2 separate regions of the Pan troglodytes genome follow, and region 1 is linked to region 2. The links are chromatin contacts, called in public capture Hi-C maps. All regions are on one chromosome and are shown on one strand. Each heading gives the region's core, a stretch centred on a gene start, on an enhancer-like site or on the middle of the called end of the contact. The rest is flanking DNA. Distances are from core to core; before and after follow the strand shown.

What was found. Capture Hi-C pulls out chosen DNA fragments and counts their contacts.
Region 1: a capture Hi-C map of stem cell-derived neural stem cells shows a contact between it and region 2, with 4 times the contacts expected there. The contact joins two enhancer-like sites. A contact is called at or near these places in 5 of 7 Hi-C or Micro-C datasets (blood, induced pluripotent stem cells, a lymphoblastoid cell line and 1 more) and 1 of 1 other capture datasets (stem cell-derived neural stem cells).

Annotation. Positions count from the first base shown.
Region 1 is chr6:42,061,329-42,064,479 of NHGRI_mPanTro3-v2.0_pri, forward strand. The region is part of intron 6 of EEPD1 (endonuclease/exonuclease/phosphatase family domain containing 1); the gene reads left to right. Among named protein-coding and RNA genes, the nearest start is that of ANLN, 98 kb to the right of the region's middle. Within about 2 kb of position 1,348, at least 8 of the 24 cell types and tissues checked have an H3K27ac peak or open chromatin away from gene starts, as enhancers often do. A contact at or near this core is called in stem cell-derived neural stem cells, where this site is marked.
Region 2 is chr6:41,763,619-41,766,950 of NHGRI_mPanTro3-v2.0_pri, forward strand. No RefSeq gene overlaps it. Among named protein-coding and RNA genes, the nearest start is that of EEPD1, 160 kb to the right of the region's middle. Within about 2 kb of position 1,348, at least 2 of the 24 cell types and tissues checked have an H3K27ac peak or open chromatin away from gene starts, as enhancers often do. A contact at or near this core is called in stem cell-derived neural stem cells, where this site is marked.

The DNA.
Region 1 (3,151 bases), core at 98-2,597, 300 kb after region 2:
GAAATTGTCCACCTATAGTTAGACTCTGATCTGTAAAATGGACGACTTGATAGCTTGTCACATCTGTGGACATTACTGTTGTTCTTGATCTCAAACTTTATGTGGAAGCAGAAAGGAAAGATGCCAGCTTATAACTTCTTTGACAGCCTTAGGCAGTCACCATCCCCCCACCCCACCCCTGGTATCCAGGGAGTAGTCAGGATTTTGGCAGAAAACCTTGGGCAGGTTATGTTCCAAATTGCCAAGGTACTATTGACCCACAGCCTGGCTTGGCCTTGACTCGTCCGAGTAGGGACAGTGACTCATGCTGCCTGTGTCCCCTGCTTGTAACTAGTACCCAATTAATTGTTAACTGGTGACACTCCAGACCCAGGGGTTCAGGAAGCGGTTCAGCCTGCCCAGGTCTAACAAGGGTAGACAAGTCAGCAGAGGGGTTCAGCTAAAGCAAAGACAAAGCCTTCATTCCACAGCTTCTATCAGAGCAAACAGAACCGATGTGGTTAGCAAGCTCTGGGCCTTTCTGCCTTTGTCTGGAACGTGCATGCAGGCTGACGTCAGTGGGGATATGCCAGTCCCCTAGTGGAACCTTCTTCTCTCAGACCTCACCAGGACTTGGGGACAGGGTCTCCCTCTGTGAACTGAGCAAGAGTGAAACAGGGTGTGTAGGAACTCTTGACATCTTGGCAGATGGTCCCTCAGTGGGGACTGGTTCCTGTAGTTGTCACTGGCGTTTTATAAATCTAGAGACTCTCTGAGGAAGTCAGCCCAAAGCATTCTCCCCTCACTGCTGGGAATCAAGGAAGCGACAAAGGAGTCCAGCCCAGGTGGGTGGCTTTTTAGGAAGATAACTCAGGCTCCTGCGCATCTACCTGTGGATTCTCAGAAGCAACAACTGCCTTGATGTCATCACCGACGCGGATTCAATCGGAAGAACATGAGTTGTAAGAAATCCGATGTGCTCATTCAAAAAGGGAACCGTTGTCACTCCTGAAGCTACACAGAGCTGGCTCTATTCACCCTTGACACCAGCGTCTCTCCTGGCTTTAGAATTGTCTTTTTCAGCCCAGACCTTTGCAGGCCTGCATCCCAACGAAAACCTCCCTCATTATATGGGAACTTTGTTTTCTTTGATATTCAATGAATGTAGCATCTTTCTCTTTGTTCCTTTCCAAATCAAACTGCACCCTAATTCTGGGACATTTGTGGTTCCGCTTGTCTGTTGCTCACATATTTATTGAGTGCCTGCTGATGCACTTGGTGTCGCAGTGGACAGCAGCCACTTCCGTGTGGTCTTCCATCCTAGCCCTTTGTGGTGAGCCCTGGATTTGAGGCCTGGCCTGGTGACTTTGGACAAACCTTCCCACCTCTGGGAGCCTGTTTCGTACCTGCAGAAGGGAGATGGTAACAGCACCTGCCCCATGGGTCGTGGCTGTTAAGTGCGGTGCTATCGAGGAAGTGGTCAGCACAGTGCCATGACTATTATTCAAGCTGGCACTGATTTCTCCATGGTGTGGGTGGCCCTGCAGGAGAGGCTTCCTTCCATCCCACCCATTGTCCTCACTCCTCCTGCAGGAGGGCGCCATCTGCAATGCACATGCGCCCTCTGGTGGTGGCCTGAGTGGCTTCCCTTCAGATTCCTTTCCCTGCAGTTGTTATTACGGAAGCACACCCGTGGCCAGGCAAAAAAGATTTGCCAAGTGTCTTGGATACATTTATGACTTCGTTTATGAACTGCTTTCCCTAAAGCCTCCTTCACAAGGTGTGGCAGAAATGCCACCTCCTGCTGTGGGACAACAAGGGTCAAGCAGAGCCCAGGGGAATCCCGCAGAGCCCAGCTGGGGGGCGAGTGTTCTTTCAGGATTTCTACTCGCTTTGCTTGGAAAATACTTCATAACTATCCCACTTCCTCTAGGGTAAATCAGACTGTGGGAGAAATGTCTAAAATGCTTTAGGAGAAAACCTTTCCCCCTTGGCCCTGAAATCACTTTGTAGTTCTTATGCACACATATTTAACTTCCACTGTGTGTCTCTCCCTGACAAACCTGTGAAGCTGTATCAGGAAACTGATCAGGAAGGGGGCACACGCTACATGTGAGTGCCCCGTGCCAGGCGCTTCTGGTGGCTCCTCTAATCCTGACACCAACCTGGGAGGAAATGGCTTGTTCTTTCCCTTTTATAGACTAAAAGGCTTGCCCAAGGTCACGAAGCTGGGAAGTGACAAACTTCAAATTCCACACTCAGAGTCATCCAGCTGTTTTCTCTTAGAACCGGGGCCGAGAACCACTGTTTTCTTTCTTTCTTTCTTTCTTTTTCTCTCTTTTTCTTTCTCTCTCTCTGTCTCTCCCTCCCTCCCTCCTTGTCTTTCTCTCTCTCTCTCTTTCTCTCTTTTTCTCTTTTTCTCTTTCTCTTCTTTCTTTTCTTCTTTGACAGAGTCTCACTCCAGCCGAGGCTGGAGTGCAGTGGAGCCATGTTGGCTCACTGCAACCTCTGTCTCCCGGGTTCAAGCGATTCTCCTGCCTCAGCCTCCCAAGTAACTGGGATTACAGGCGCCCACCACTATGCCTGGCTGATTTTTGCATCTTTAGTAGAGGTGGGGTTTCACTATGTCGGCCAGGCTGGTCTCAAACTCCTGACCTCAGGTGATCCCCTGCCTCAGCCTCCCAAAGTGCTGGGATTACAGGTGTGAGCCACTGTGCCTGGCCTAGAGCCACTGTTTTCTGATATTCTCCTGTGTCAGGTTTTGTTTCATTTTCAGCCCCTCTGTGACCACTCTTCCTCCTAGCTAATTTGGATTAATAAGTCGAAAAGAGGACTTGGAAGAATAGGACACAAAAGTGTCACTGTTTTCAGAGAATATGATTGTTGGTTTGTTACACCTAAAGTTAAAAAAAAAAATTATTCCCAGTAAGAGAATTAAGAAAACTGCCTAGTTAAAAAGTTAAAATAAAAAATTAGTCCTTTTGATATATATCATTAGTAACCTGTGGAAATAAAAAAATTTAAAAATAACCATTAGAGAAAATATAATGGGATAAAACAAAGATCCCATTCATAATAAAAATCAAAAATATAAAATACTTAGAAATGTGGTGGTAAAGTGAAGAAAATAATAAGACTTCAGTGAAGAATTTTTTTAATAAATACTTCAATC
Region 2 (3,332 bases), core at 98-2,597:
AGAGTGAGACTCGGTCTTAAAAAAAAAAAGTCTGTTTTTTGGAATTAATTTTCCATAGATGGAAAGATGCAGCAGATGCGTGATGCTCTGGCTTCCATGGCCACAGATGGCCCGGAACAGTCACTAGCTAGTTTGTCCTCAAAAGAAGTGAGACCTGCAGAGAGTCAAAGTCATGAAACCTGGCCTGCAGGAGACCTCAGCAGCACCTGGGAGCCTCTCAAGTGCAGGGGTGGGGGACAGTCTGTGGCTATCCACTGCTGAATGTCCACTGCTAGGGCCTTGCCTTTACTAGAAGGTTCTATCGCTAAAAAGCAACAATCCCTCAAAGTGAGAGGAGGGAGAAGAAGGATATGAATTTCTGCGTGGCCAACCTGACAACATTTTCTGAAAGAGCTTGGGTCTGCCCAGTCTGAGGAAGGCAGTGAGGCCAGCATAGGACAAGACAACCACAGGATGAATTCCCAGAGCCAGGTTTTGAGCACATCCCCTGGGAGGGGCAGGCAATGCATGCTGGAATAATCCTGTGAGGCCATACTTGCTTACAGAGAGGAAGACTTTGCAGGTGGACGCGACTTTCTAATAGGGCATCAGGTTCTAAAAGTCTATTCCGCCCAGATAATTCATATGAATCTCAACCATGTGCATCAGGTAGGTGCCAGTTCTCACTCGATCCTGAGAAAGTTCCCTAACTTGTTTTTTTAAGAGTCAAATTTCTTATTTGGAGAACACAGTTGATTGTCTATACCTCACGGCATTGTGGTGAAGATAAAATGAGATTATATCTACCAAGCGCCTAGCAGAGCATGTAGGATGCAGTAGAAGCTCAATAAATGTTAGTGTGGCAGGTTGCTGGGTGAACGACTGTGAAATTTTGGTTGTTTAGTTCAGGGGTCTTTGTTTAAGTGCTTCTGGTAATCCTTGTTGGGTGGGGGCAAAAGAGTGGGTTTGTGGTTTATTAGGGAAAAATGAAAGGTATTTTCCTTCTTCCAAGAAAAGAGCCAGACTTTCCTGTTCAAGGTCTTGACCCCTGTTCCAGCCCCACTTATAGCCAAAAGTAGGAATGAAGATGGCCTTGTGGTTTTAAGGCTGATGCCCTGTCATGGCAAAAAGAGGCAGAATGGATGCCTTGTGTTGTGGAGACTTGAAAAGGGGTGGTGGCCTGAGGCTGTCATCTGTCTCCTGAGGACTGGAGAGAGCCAGCCTTCCCTTCGGCATGGCCTCTGAGGAGAGGTCAGCTGTTGCATACTGTGGGGCCTGCGCAGGCCCATTGGGGAGGGCGGGGGTGGCCTGGAGCCCTTCTCCTTGGCACTGCCCTGCCAGATGCAGAGGGGAGGCCCAGGAGTGAGTGCTGTGGGTGAGGCTGCAGAGCTGCCCAGGTGGCGTGCAACTTTCCTGCCAGATGTGGGGAGCTGCCCTGATCTGGGACCCCAGATCTGGACCACTGGAGGAACTTTTCAGGGCTGCATAACCTCAGCCCCCACCCAAGGTTCTTGTGGAATCCATAGGAGGAGTCCTCATGTGCCTGATTTTAAATACGTGCCAGTCTTAGTGGGTAGGAGAAGGAATCCGTTCAAAATAAACCAGAGGACAACACATTTGACGTGACTGGCCCCTTGGGAAGAACATGGATAACACTGGCCTAGGTCTTGGGATCTCAGCAAGTCAGTGCCAGACAAAACTGCCCAAGTGATTTTCATATTGTGGTTTTGATGTTCTTGATATAAAATGGGCAGAGGCCTGAGGAGTCACAAACTACACACACACACACACACACACACACACAACAGCAGCAGCAGCAGCAGCAGCAAGTAAGAAGTAGAACGAGCCAGGACTAAAGCCGAGTAAAATGCAAATATAAAATATACACACAGTGACACCAGGCAGCCATGAGGAGGCACACATCCAGGGATACATCTCAAACATACTGGTGAGGAGATGGGTATGGGAGCAAAAGGAATCATAAGCAAAAAAAAAAGCCAGAAGAGGGGTCACGTGCCCTGTCAGTGATGATAGTGTTCCGACGCTGGGAGGATGACAAGCACATTTCTGTGCAGAGGTGGCCCACAGAGGTGACAGCCAGGCAAAAATGGTGGGCAGAAGCCCCAGAGGGTCTGTCCAGATGCCATGAAACCTACAAGAAATGCCATGAGGCTGTGGGGAATTTGTTAGGCACATGGAGCGATTTCCAGGCCTGTGTCTGCCCTTCTGTCCATGTTGAGTTACCAGTGTTGATTCACACCCTGGCACCTGGATGGATTTGTATGGGTCGCCTGGCAATCGCGTAGGTTCCTGTAAATACAAACAGCCTAGGTCTGACAGGAATTTCCTTACTGCTTTCCTTCAGAATTGATATTAGAAGTAAATTGTTCTCTTTAAAGTGTTCAACCCTAACATGTCCCACTGGGAAAACTCTCTCTTTTTCTGTGGCCAAACACTATCAGGCTTTGTGAATTTTATAGAAGAACCAGAATTGAGGGCCAGACCTCACCCTGGGCAGCCCTGGCCATGTCTTTAAGTGATGGGGCTTGTCTGTGAATTGTCCTTGTTGGAAAGATGGAGGATAGCTTTAGTGCTGGCCACCATTGCTGGTGACACACAGCCTTATCCAAGGAAGTACAGTAAGAACTCAGTACTTGTGGCCATCAAAGAGATTCCAGTCTCTTTTTGGAGGAACTGGTTACATCTATTATGATCTAATCAGACAATGTAATATTTTGCCCCTACAAAAAATCCTGCTTTTGAGGCCTTCTTATTGACATTGGAAAATGTAAATGTTACATCTGCTGAAATAATATTTAGCGAGTGCCTTTGCCCAGAACATGAACTGATTAGGGCCAAGCTGAAGCACAAACAAGTCACATAAGAACCTGCTGGGAAGAACTCTGGCAGTAAAAACTGTTTTCCATACCATAGCTGACTGGTTTGCTTTTCAGACCTTGTGAGCCAGAGGAGATGTTCCCAGAATCACACAGTGCAGGAGGCTTGGTCCTGGAAAACTGTCAGGTGGTCAGCAGTGAGTGATGAACGATGTGATCACAGCGGCGTTTCCCAGCCAGGCCTCGTGCAGGGGCCACGCCTTCCTACCTCCTCATACACCCTGGTCCCAAAGTCATCTTGGAAGCACAGGCTCTGAACCCTTATCTAAGGATTAAAGAATAGCAGAAAAACCAGACATTTAGAGGTATTTAGACATTTAAAAGAGCCCATGAAATCCAGGCGGCCTGTGTGACCTTCATTTTCTCCTACGAGAGAGATGCAGGGACTTGGGTGCTGTGCTGTCCCCGAGGCCATGGGACAACCCCCCTACCCCGCAGGAGTAGGGGTGCTCTGTG